Regions from separate parts of the Zea mays genome. Here all the other regions are linked to region 2. The links are chromatin contacts, called in public Hi-C maps. All regions are on one chromosome and are shown on one strand. The core of a region is the stretch at or near the end of the contact, and the rest is flanking DNA. Distances in the headings are between cores, read along the strand shown. Region 1 holds the start of LOC100285096. Region 2 holds the start of LOC100382459 (Peroxidase 73). Region 3 holds the start of LOC100284288.

What was found. A called contact is a pair of places that touch in the nucleus more often than the background predicts.
Region 1: a Hi-C map of endosperm shows a contact between it and region 2, with 4 times the contacts expected there. The contact joins the promoter of LOC100285096 here to the promoter of LOC100382459 in region 2. A contact is called at or near these places in 3 of 25 Hi-C or Micro-C datasets (bundle sheath, endosperm and leaf).
Region 3: a contact with region 2 is called in a Hi-C map of endosperm, with 4 times the contacts expected there. The contact joins the promoter of LOC100284288 here to the promoter of LOC100382459 in region 2. A contact is called at or near these places in 3 of 25 Hi-C or Micro-C datasets (ear, endosperm and leaf).

What each region holds. Positions count from the first base shown.
Region 1 is chr1:285,929,866-285,933,950 of Zm-B73-REFERENCE-NAM-5.0, forward strand. It overlaps LOC100285096, which reads right to left and starts at 1,994. Exons shown (of 1, transcript NM_001157991.2): 1 at 1-1,994. The coding sequence starts at 1,765.
Region 2 is chr1:286,378,803-286,383,156 of Zm-B73-REFERENCE-NAM-5.0, forward strand. LOC100382459 (Peroxidase 73) reads left to right here and starts at 1,314. Exons shown (of 3, transcript NM_001175200.1): 1 at 1,314-2,416; 2 at 2,633-2,798; 3 at 3,296-3,978. The coding sequence starts at 1,910. The coding sequence ends at 3,693.
Region 3 is chr1:286,709,894-286,713,977 of Zm-B73-REFERENCE-NAM-5.0, forward strand. LOC100284288 reads right to left here and starts at 2,697. Exons shown (of 1, transcript NM_001157183.2): 1 at 1,332-2,697. The coding sequence starts at 2,575. The coding sequence ends at 1,739.

The DNA.
Region 1 (4,085 bases), core at 744-3,243, 450 kb before region 2:
TGCCGTTGCCGCCGCCGGGGTACTCGTTGTACGCCGTCGTCATCAGCGCCGACCGGATGGCTGCCGGGCTCCACTCCGGGTGCGCCGCGCGGAGCAGCGCGGCGAGCCCGCTCACGTGCGGGCACGACATGGACGTGCCGGAGATGATGTTGAAGCCGACGCGGCGGCCGTCGCCGGGGAGCCCCGACGGGCCGACGGACCCCGACCACGCCGCCAGGATGTTCACGCCGGGCGCGATGATGTCCGGCTTCAGGACGCTCGACGTCACAGTGTTGGGGCCCCGGGAGGAGAATGCCGCGACGACGGGAGACGGCTTGACGCCGACCTTCGTCCCGGCGAACACGATGGTGGCCGTCGCTTTCGGATCCGACATGGCGTAGTCCCTCATGGCGTTGCCGGCTTTCTCCCCCACGCCGGAGCCCGGGAGAACGTGCGCGTCGGCGACGAGCTCCTCGCCGTTGGCGGCGGTGTTGGCGAGAACCATGCCGGCGCCGCCGGCGTCTTTGACGACGAAGCCCTTCTGGACCCTGGCATTGGTGCCGCGGTCGCAAAGGACGATCTTGCCGGCCACCTTCTCCGGGATCAGGCTGCCGGACATGCAGAGCTGGCCCATGCTGCTGTTGGACGCGTTCCCCGCGTAGATGAAGGGCATCGGCGTGGTGGGCAACGGCTTGCCGCTGTACAGGGACACCCCCGTGTAGTTCTTGCCGTTGCCGAGCGTGACGTAGGCGGGGAAGTCGCGGTCGATGGTCCCGGCGCCCACGGTGGTGATCCACGGCGCGCCGTTGGACAGCGTCGCGGCGCCCGGGCCGGCATTGCCCGCGGAGCAGGACACGAAGATCCCCTTCTCCATGGCGCTGAAAGCGCCCACCGCGATGCTGTCGCGGTAGTACTCCGCCGTGCCGCCGCCAAGGGAGAGCGAGAGCACGTCGACGCCGTCCGTCACGGCGACCTCCATGGCCTTGAGGATGTCGGAGCTGAAGCACCCGCCGACCCAGCACACCTTGTACGTGGCGACGCGGGCGCGGGGCGCCATGCCCTTGGCCGTGCCGGCAGCGTAGCCGAGCAGGTCGGCGCCCTGGACGGCGCCGCCCGCCGCGGTGCTGGACGTGTGCGTCCCGTGGCCGTCGTTGTCCCTCGGCGACCGGGATTCCTTGGACGTGTCCACGGGGCCCTTGGCCGCCTCATAGCCCGTCAGGAAGAACCTCGCGCCGATGAGCTTCTTGTTGCACGCGGAGGCGTTGAAGTCGTTGCCGTCCTCGCACTTGCCCTTCCAGCCCGCAGGCACGGGGCCGAACCCGGTGTCGTCGTAGCTCGGCCTCTCCGGCCAGACGCCGGTGTCGAGCACCCCGACGACGACGTCGGTCCCGGTGCCCGACTGCGGGAACAGCGCGTCCGTGCCGTCCAGCCCCAGGAACTCGGGCGTCCGGGTGGTGTGCAGCTCGTACCGCACCTCCGGGTTGACGACGATCACCCCTGGCTGCGACTCCAGCGCCGCGGCCTCCGCGCGCGTCAGCCGCGCCGAGTAGCCGTGGAGGAGGGTGCTGTAGGTGTACAGCACGGTGGCGGCATCCGACACCGCCTGAAGCGACGCGGCGTACCATTCCTCATGCTCCGCGAACTCGTCCGGCATGGCGGAATGGGACATGTGGACGATGTAGGTCTGCCGGCCGTCTCGTCCGGCCACGGCCGCCGACGCCAAGAGCGCGGCGGCGGCGGCGGCGGCCATAGCTAAGATCACGCGTACCTCGCCATGGCGCCGCATTGTGAGTGAGCGAGTGAAGGTAACGGACGGAGTGGCGAATCTTGGCAGTGGAATTGAGCGTGTGAGAGAGGTAGATCGGGGCAGTGGTTTTATAGAATCGAGAACGGGGCCTCGAATGATTGCAACAGGACAAAGGGGAACAGATGGACCGCTGCTTCAGCGGCATCGATCGGACGGGAAGGCGTGACTGCGTGAGTGAGGAGCCGGGTGGAGAGAGAGAGAGATAGACATTAGACCGGGCCGCAGCCCGCAGTGCACATGGCTGGCCGCTTTTAACTTTTGGTTTTTTGGCATCACCGCCACATGACCGTTCCAGGAGCCAAAGATGCTGCTCGCAATCCGTGAAAGTGTTCACTCGTCCAGCGTCCAGTAGCAGCGGTCAAGAGCGGTTGCACATCGATCGTGTCCCCGTTGCCTGCGACCCGGCCCACGAGCCGGAGGACCAGGTAGAAACCGAAACCGGTGTCTGCGACTGCGATCAACGTCTCCACCTCCGTCATGGGCGGCCGCCGGGTTTCTGCCCAAGCTAATCTCTAAAGCCACAAAGAGCGGTTTCTTGAAGCTTTTCAGAGAGATAACGATAGCTTTAGATATAAAACAAGATGATGTCTCGTAATGATGCTGCTACTGCCGGACGTCGATGATGATGGTGGGAGGTGGCGGTGCCGAGCCAGCTCTTGGATGACGGCACGTGAATGAGCTTCTAGTCCCTACTGCTAGAAAACAACAATTCCTTTCGCCGCCATGTTCGGTTGCTGCCTAGCGCACGGCGGAGTCCCACGACTGCATGGGCAAACTGCTCGTCCAGATCGACGCGGACGAACGCCGCCCGGCCCTTTGGAGGAAAGCGAGCGAAAGGCGCCGTGCTTTGCTTCGCCGCGTGACGGTTCACACACTGACACGCACACCTCAGCAGTTCACATTTCACAGTTCACACACGCACATTCACACGCTGGAGCTGGAACGTGGGGGCGGTTCGCGGAAGTAACCGGCGATTTAGGTGCGGGTCTGGAAATGAACGGTGGGCCGCCTGACAATTGGGCTACGGTGGAGTGGTCCACTGGGCCCGAATTAGCCGTAGCCTGTAGGGCATCAGGCGCAGAGTCGAGTTTCGTCGACCGTTGCGGCGGCAGCGAGTTCAGGAAAAAACGATGTCGATTTTGTGTGCCTTGATATCAGATCTGCCCACCGAAACTGCATTGCCAAATAAATCGACTGTGCCTTCAACTTACCTCGGGTGTCGTGTCCAGATGGCCAACTTTGTGCAAGTGGCTTTGCACCATTGCCAGTGGCGCGCCTGCACTGGCGTGCTCTGCTGAAAGCCCACCGCCCCGGGCCATCTCCTCGAGAAATTTGCTATTTTGCCACTCTCGATTTTGGCTGCTTGTTATTATGCCATCCCGTGTCTATGACTGATGGGACCGTCTGTGTCTATGATTTGTGGGTCCGATGGCATACTGGCGAAGCCCACAAATGATAATGGCAAAATTGCCAATGGCTCCATCTCCTGCATGCCTGGAATGAATGGCACAGATGCTTCACGGCGGTGACATGCCACACCGTGCGTATTCATTCATTCATTCGTTCGTGCCGCGACGTGCCGTCGTACGCTACCCATGTCGGCGGCAGCGGTGAACATGAACACCACGACCGAATTTTTTGTATTTTGTCCCTTTCTCAAAAAAAAATTCACGTTTAGACCTTAAAAAATTTTAATGTCATTTTTGGACCCTTTGCTCGGCGCCATAGCCTATGGCACCGACGTAACACATCTCGGCGCCATAGGCTATGGCGCCAAGGTACGTGCTACGATGGCACAACCTGAACGACGTGGCGTCAACGTGGTACCGAGCTCGGCGCCAAGATCTATGGCGCCGAGCTCGGATGTGTAACAACAAAGTATGTCTAGCTCAGTCGGTAGAGTGCAATGCTTTTAACCTTGAGGTTGTGGGTTCAAGCCCCATGGTGGACGTTCAATATTTTTTTGTCTTTGTCACTATTTTTTTTGTCCATATTTTTCGTTTATGTCGCTGATTTGTCTGTCCAGATTTATTTTTCATCTAGTTTTTTTTTATTTTTATGACTGATTTATTTATTCATCTAGATATTTTTTGTTTTTGTTTTTGTTTATTCAAACTCCGTGACGCAAGTACCATGCACATAAGTAACCCACCCTATGGAAGTCGAAGTACTTTATAAAATCATCAAGTCACTGTTTATTTACACCTAGTATATTTATATTTTGGACTCTAAAACTCCAATAATCTAATGTATTCGAAATTATACTTTTAAATATTAATTAAAATTTATCATAGCTAAA
Region 2 (4,354 bases), core at 64-2,563:
GGGAACTGGGAAGGGGATCGACAGCTGAACTGAAACATCAGAAGCCGTGGCTCATTTTCTGCCAACACCCGGCGAACCGCGGTTGAAAACTTGAAATTGTCCCGTCACCCCGCTACTTGGGCCGCGTGGCGTGGGCCTGATCCAGATCCAGGCCCCGCTAGCCGCTACTGGCGAGTCTGTCCGATCAGAGAGGCAGGGACCGCGTCGGACCCGACCGGTCAGGAAGTTATTATGCGGGTGTGGCTGGGCCGCTGACGTTAGCTGCCCGTTAATCGCCACCAAAGGATCATCGGATGGTGAAAAAGACAGACAGCGACTGCAGGTGGCCGTTAGCATCAGCCATCAGAGTTATCAGACAAGCCAACACAATCGCCCGTTGACGCCTCTGCTTGGGGTTGGGGTCTCGGGTAAGTGGATGTTAACATCAAACACCAACGTTCAAAAAACACCGCCACTTCCATTAATCCCTTCGCCCGTTGCACTGCAATTGCCCGCCTCGGTAGTGCGCCGCGCCCGGGCTGCTTCTGACAAATTTACAGGAGGACCGAAAAGAAGTAGTACTCTCCTACTGTGACAATGTTCTGGGGAAAAAAGAAGGCACGCGACGCTGATGCATGCTTGCTACGATCCAAGGCGCCCAGGGGGCAGCACGATGGTCGAATAAGCAACGGGACTCTTTCAGGTACACGCCACTTTTTTTGCGCCGCCATGGGCCCCTAGGAGCTACTAGGCCACACCAATTATCGCGACTACTACTAGCACCAGCCGCTACCAGCGGCGGATTCTGGACGTCTTCCTTCCAATCATAAAAACCTACTACCTGCCCCGGGATGCAGGCCAAGCGCCTGGCCTTGGACGCACTCGCGTTTCCGGATGCGCAGAGACGACGACACAACACAACTATCTGCTGCTGCCTCGAACCGTCGAGTCACGCAGCCGCGGTGACCATATGCCATGCCGCGTGATACATGTGCAATCCCTTGCGCCTGTGTTACCGCGAGGTCCCGTAACCGTAACCTACGGACCGAGCCTTGCTTTCAGTTTATCCGAGTTGGATTGGATCAATCAAGTCTTGTTTCCAGCTTCCGTGACGGTACTACACCACATCCCAGGACACGCCAACCAAAAAAAAAAGTTTCAGTTTACTTGTTCGCTTGCCCTTCTCGTGAGATCTCTGTATTATCAGCACTGTGCCACTGCCACCACGGGAGTAGCGACGAGCACAGTAGTACGTACTGGCATTGTTACTTGTGCCCTGCCCCCACTGCTTGCAAAACGCAAGCCCTTGGTCAGTTGGTCTCGCGCGCGCGCACCAACCACGCCATGTGGAGGTTGCGATCGCAGCGCACACATGTTCGCGTCGCCGGCGGCCAGCTAGCCATGCCGCATACGCCCACCGGACCGGACACGCAGGGCGCATGTGTCTCCGCAGTCGCACCGCACGGGCCCCGCTCTCGCCATCCGCCCTAGCGCACGCATCTCGGCGCGTGCCCCCAACGGAGCCGTCCATGACGTACCGCGCGCCGCCGCCTCCGCGCATTAAAAACCATCGATCACTGACCGGCTCCCGAGGAGACTTGGCTTGTACTGCATCGCAAACCGCAATCGCACGCGGCACTTGCCCCCCGCGATCATAACCTCACCGCCCGCCACCAGCTGCAGCCACAAGCGCAGCGCTCGACAGCCTCACCAGCCGCCATCACTCGCGGCAGTACCCGGCCGCTGGGACTGCAAGAGTGGGGAGTGAGACGCTGCTGCTGTTGCCGAGCGCGAGGAGACACTACTACTCACTCAAGAGTCAAGACTCAACAGCAGCAGGGGCGACCGAGCTCTGCGTGCGTGGGGAGAACCGGAGAAGGCAGCAGAGGAGGGAGGGAGGGAGCGCGTGGACCAGGCTAGGCGCAGCAGCATGGGCGCCGGGATCAGGGTCCTGGCGGCGCTCTTGGCGGCGCTCGCGGCAGCCACCGCCGGCGTGACGGCGCAGCTGCGGCAGGACTACTACGCGGCGGTGTGCCCGGACCTGGAGAGCATCGTGCGCGCCGCGGTGTCCAAGAAGGTGCAGGCGCAGCCCGTCGCCGTGGGCGCCACCATCCGCCTCTTCTTCCACGACTGCTTCGTCGAGGTGCGCGCTTCCTCTTCCTCTTCCTCGACGACTGCCTGTGTTTCTGACGGACCGGGGCGACTGGCGATGCTTCAACTTCCCGCGTGCATGCAGGGCTGCGACGCGTCGGTGATCCTGGTGTCCACGGGGAACAACACGGCGGAGAAGGACCACCCGAGCAACCTCTCCCTGGCCGGCGACGGCTTCGACACCGTCATCCAGGCCAAGGCGGCCGTGGACGCCGTGCCGGCGTGCGCCAACCAGGTGTCGTGCGCCGACATCCTGGCGCTGGCCACCCGGGACGTCATTGAGCTGGTACCATACCACACGTCCTCTCCTAGCACACGCGGCGCGGTCCAATCAATGCCCGGCACAGATCGCACCCACCTTTCTTCTTCCGGACCCCCAAAGCTCCCGAACTTTGGAGGATTCCCCTGGGATGCGGAAGCGGAGCCTACTAGTAAAGCGTAGCGTAGTAGGACAGCAGCACTACAGGGTACAGGCTCTCTGATCCTCGATCGGTTCGCGCAGGCTGGCGGGCCGTCGTACGCGGTGGAGCTGGGGAGGCTGGACGGGCTGGTGTCCATGTCCACCAACGTCGACGGCAAGCTGCCGCCGCCGTCCTTCAACCTGGACCAGCTGACGAGCATTTTCGCCCTCAACAACCTGTCGCAGGCCGACATGATTGCTTTATCTGGTGAGCAAATTACTACCGCTCCAGTGCGTTCTTCTTTTTTCCCCCTTCAACAGCTGCTGTATCAGCGTCAGCGAAGTACGCAGGCTAGATTCCGTTCCATGTCTTTCAAGTCAAGCAAAGGGCCCGCCCAACGGACCAAGGCCAACGCTCCCAGCGCCGCAATTAACTGCAAACGTTTTATTATTAGTGGTCTCTCGAAGCATCCGTAGCGCCCATAGAAAATGCATTATCCCCCCTAGCCCTAGGTTAGTAGTAGTACAGTGGAGTGTGTGTGTGTGTGGCACTGCAGCTGGTCGCTCGTAGTCGTAGATCTGAAACGAGTCAACCGTGGCGACTGTCTCTGTCTGGAATGCTGGCTCGGTAGCCGTGCTTGCTTGCACAGATGCACGTGAAAGACCGGCCAGCATCGCATTATTGATACCATACCATGGCCTCTGGCTGAACTGAGCTGACGTGGCGTTGGGGTTCCTTCCTCATCGGCTCATCCTCTTGCACAGCGGCGCACACGGTGGGGTTCGCGCACTGCAGCACGTTCTCGGACCGGATCCAGCCGCAGTCGGTGGACCCGACGATGAACGCGACGTACGCGGAGGACCTGCAGGCGGCGTGCCCGGCGGGGGTGGACCCCAACATCGCGCTGCAGCTGGACCCCGTGACGCCGCAGGCCTTCGACAACCAGTACTTCGCCAACCTGGTGGACGGCCGGGGGCTCTTCGCCTCCGACCAGGTGCTCTTCTCCGACGCGCGGTCGCAGCCCACCGTGGTGGCGTGGGCGCAGAACGCCACCGCCTTCGAGCAGGCCTTCGTCGACGCCATCACCAGGCTCGGCCGCGTCGGCGTCAAGACCGACCCGTCGCTGGGGGACGTCCGCCGCGACTGCGCCTTCCTCAACTGAAAAAGGATGATAAGCGCTAGCTAGTAGGTGTAAGCATCGGCTGGCACTCACCTGGAGGAAGAGGCCGGCTTTTGGTCAGTGGTGACATCTGATGGATGTCCAATCACGCAGGATGCCAAAAGGCCCACGCCTACGCATATGAACGGTGAAATATAGCGAACTCTAAATAGCAAACACTGCTGGAGGGCTCTTGGACGCTAAGAAACGCTACATCTTCTCGCACCTTACTTTGTTGTTCTTACTTTATAGTTTGATTTGTGGAATGGAATAAGTTAATTCATCAATATTTCATTTCTCATTAACTAATAATCAATAATAATATAAGGAATAAGTTCATTTATAGAATAAACTCATTATACATCATATCTTATCATTTAGAATGGATTAATTGTTCGAACCAAACACTCCGTGAAGGACCGTTGGTGGACAAGCCAGCTAGCGTCAAAAGCTGCGTTCCGACGGCTGTGCATGACAGTGGGACTCCATTGCCGGATGAGTCAGTCAGCGCGTGCAAGGAGCAAGGCCGGCCGACCCCGGTGGATGCTAGTTGCTAGCCTGGTTGGACTAGTGGGGTGTGACTGTTCACACATACGCACGCGGGCCGACGCGGACAGGGCGCGTCCAAGGCGGACTCACTAGGCCTGGGCATTCGGTTCTTCGG
Region 3 (4,084 bases), core at 1,447-3,946, 330 kb after region 2:
GGGGAAAGGCCTTGGGGTAAGACGGGCCGCTGAAGCGACAATTCTGCAATCGGAATGAGGATGGCACTTCAACTATTCCTGGCCTATTTAACCTGATCGAGAGCTAATGTAGGGCCTTGCTTAGCCCAGCACATGTAGCCGAACCATTTCACGACTCGTCAACCTCGTGAGATCATCAGTTGGAAGGGTGGATCGGAATTCTCCTGCTTTTGGACTTGCCATGTTGGGCAGCAGCACTGGTGCTCCAAATGGCAGCTCCGGGAATCCATCCCATCGTAGAGCGAACTGACCTAATCAGCGATGAAAACATGGCGTGCGTCACCATGGCGTGGACCCAAAGACAAAAAAGAACGGAAGATGGCAAGGCAAGCCCGGGACGAAACTGCCGGCCGGTGCGAACATATCCTCCTGCAGCATCCAGAACGCACCGAGCTGCCCAACTTGCCAACTCTCCCAGAGACGTGCGCACCACCGTCGCGGGACCGGTGGCGGGTCGCCCACGCCATGTCCAGTGAAACCGCTCCGCAGGACGCGAGGACGCCACGTGAAGCATGCGGAACTCCCGCCCCGTCGTCGACGCCAACTCGCCAGGCACGCTTCTTCAACGCCCGCCCATACACTACATACGCGACCGAGCCGCGGCCACGCGCACGCACCCGGCGCACGTCGGCACCACCACCACCACCACCACCACGTCGTGCGCGTCACTCGCGACGCAGCCAGCGCCGCGGACGGTTCGGCGTGGAAGTGGGCGGGAAGCATCATGGCACGTACGTACGCACGGCACGGCACGGGGCGAGGCGAGACGCACCTAGATTTTCCGCATGGCTTCCAAGTTCCATTCCACCACCAAATGCGGCTGGCCGCTGCGAACTGTTGCGTCGAAAGCGATCCGGCCGCCAGTCGGCACGGCACGCACTTATCAACACCGGCCGGCGGGCGGGCGGGGCGACGTCGCTGTCGGCGGGCGTTCCACCCGCTAGTGGGCGCCGTCCGTCGGCGTTCCCGAAGCCGCAACGGCCCCAGGTTTGCTGTTCCCACTTGTGGCGGCGGGCGCAGGGCGTCGCTGCTCCGCAACCGCAGCAAGTGGTGGACGCTCGTGGAACCGGATTAATGTTATCGCCAGCCGGGATTGATGGACGTCACTGGCTGAGTACGCGAGGACGACGAAAGAAAAAAAAAGGTAGGATATGAGGGAGGACGTTGCTTCTGAGAGGCGAAGCAGACTGCTCCGTTTCTTACCATGGAAGCAAGCCAGCCAAAGGGATGGTTCGAGCTGGCAACGGAAAGAGCATCTGCAACTGCATCTACAGAGACTTGAACCAGGCATGGAACAAATGGGTATCTGATTCCATACTAATCTCCAATCCATCATTTACAATAAGCTTATGATACAAAACCACTAATTCACCAATGATCTCTGATAATGAGAACCAAGTGTGTATGAACTGTAGTGTACTGACAGCTAATAAGGATACAAGTTCTACTCTTCCACAGGAATAGGAAGACCTATAGGTACGGTATTGTATTGGTATGTATACGATGACTATGCATCTTTTCTCGCACTCGGTACTGTACAAGAGGAGCAGCCACAAAAATCAAACAATAGCGCTACTGGCACCATACGAAATGAATGAACGAATAGTGTGTTCCACTTCCACCGCTGAACTCGGCAGCTGCGGACCAAAATCTTGGACGGGTGATGAGATGAGATCCGCCGCCCGCGCGCGCAGCGGTTTCACGCGGTCATGAGGAGGCGGGGCTTCTTGAAGGCGAGGGGGCTCTGCACCTCCTCGTCCTCCTCCCACATCTTGCCGGGCTTGCCGCACCGGAACACGAACTCCGGCACGGCCGGGAGGTTGAGGTCGAACGCACGCGCGGCGGAGCTCCCGACCTCGGCGGACGTCTCGGCGGGCGCCGCCGGGACGTCGGTGGACGCGGCGGCGCTGCCGACGCCCCCGTCGTAGTGCTTCCTCTTGTGCCCGCCGAGCGCCTGGCCGGTCGGGAACTCCTTGTGGCAGACGGAGCACCTGTGGACTCTGCTCGAGGCCGCCCCGTCGGAGGACGCGGCGGTGGATGACGTGGCCGGCTCGCGGCCGACCTCGACTGGCGGCAGCGGCGGGACGACGACGGTGATCGGGGCGGGGGCCTCCGGGACGGGCACTGCTGCCGAGACAGTTACAGCGGCGGCAGTAGGAGGAGGAGGAGGCGTCGGCAGCTTGACCCGGTGGCTGGTCTTGTGGCCCCCCAGCGCCTGGTAGGAGCTGAAGGACTTGCCGCAGACGGAGCACCTGAACTCCGCGGCGGCCGGCGCCGCGGACGGGACCGGCGTTGGCGGCGCCTGGACGCGGTGGTGGCCACCGCGGGAGAGCATGAGGAGGCAGAGCGCGAGGTTCTCCTCCTCCGATCGCTGGCGGCGCGAGCGCTTCCTCTTGGCCCACCCCTGGGGCACGTGGGCGCCCTCGTCCCCGCCCGTGGCGGTGGCGCTGCTGCTCGTGGTCGTCGCTGCGGGCGCGACCTCCTCCTCGCTCTGCTTCTCCGGGACGACGGCGTGGAGCAGCTCCATGGAAGACATGGTAGAATAATGCAAGCTCAAGCTTCGCTGGGAGACGGGGCTGTTTGGCTGCGACTTGTTCTCGCGGTGGTTGCTTGGGCGCCTTGCTCTCGCTCGCTGTGGTGAGACTGTGCGAGTGTGATGAGTGAGGGGAGTGAGGGTTTTAAAGCGGTGGCGGGTGTGTGATGGGGCGTGGGAAGTTGCGTCGTAGGTGGGGGTAGTGAGGTGGTCGCGGCGTGGGCACGCACGCGGCACAGTCACAGGTGGGGGCGCGGCGGCAGTGGGTGGGAAGCCGGTGGAGTGGCGGCTAGAGACGGGTTGGGTTGAGACGTTGAGTTGAGTAGTCTCGTTCGGGTGGGTGCATGGGTGGTGGACGGAGGCGGCGAGAGGGCTGCAGGGAAGAGGTCGTGGTCAACGTGGAGGCGAAGACACGGAGAGGATGCAAAGGGGAAGCCGGGCAGCACAACTTGCCTGCCGCTGAGCTGAGCGGTGCGGTGCGGTGGAACGAGAACGACGACTGGTCGTGCGAGTGTGGTAGGGTAGGAGAGTGTGTACAGGTACAGGCCAGCTAGTATGTGCGAGAAAAGAGAGGTGTGGGGAGGGAGGACTGACCGGGGCGCGCGGCTCCTGCGTCGCTGTGGATGTGAGATGCGGTCGTCGTCGGTTGCGGATCCATACATATCTCGAACCGATCCACGCATACCCGGCTTGATCCGGCAACGCTGGACGCGCGGGCGGGCAGACGGACCCGGATCGAGTAATAAGCAAGCAAAAAAAACAACGAATTACAGCAGGTTTTATTTTTCTTTTTGCGAACCAACAAATTAAGCTTCCATATTTTAACTAGTGTGTGCACACTGAAAACTGAAGTACGTAGTATGTCACAAACTTTGTTGGCGCTTATATATTACTACGGTGCTGCGCGGTAGTAGTAGGAAGAGGAGGATGAGCAGTTTGTCTGGTGTCTGCGCTAGTAGCCTAGTACTCTGCGAGGCATTTTAAGCACATGCGCAAACATGCAAACGCTTGAGCGGTGGTCCTCGGCTCCCCGTCGCCCCCTGTTCTGGCCAGGCAGACGGTTCCAAGTCCAAAACAAACCAGAACCGAACCGGTAGCAACTAGCAAGTCGGGCGCAGACCACGCGGTGGGTGGGCCCGCAACAGCGCGCATGGAAGATTCCAACAGCCTGGGCACCTCGAGGGGGTCAGTTAAAATAACCCATCGCGTATGAGCTTCCGTCGGCTGAAGTGGCACCGGGTTGCATGGATCTTCTGCATCTACCAGATAGGCACGCGGTTGCGGAGAATTTTTCTTTTCTTTTCTAGATGGGTTAATGGCAGTGGGAGCAGCCGTTGACACTTGCGCTGTCACAGTCTCGCGTTAGTACGTTCACGCACATGATATATAAGCTGTAGTAAAGAAATTGGAATCGGTAGTTAAGTTCTGTCATTTTTTTTAAAGTCTGTCGTTAAAACAGGATTTTTCTTTGTTGTCCAGACCTCGATCAGTTACCCTCTCCCAACAATGCCT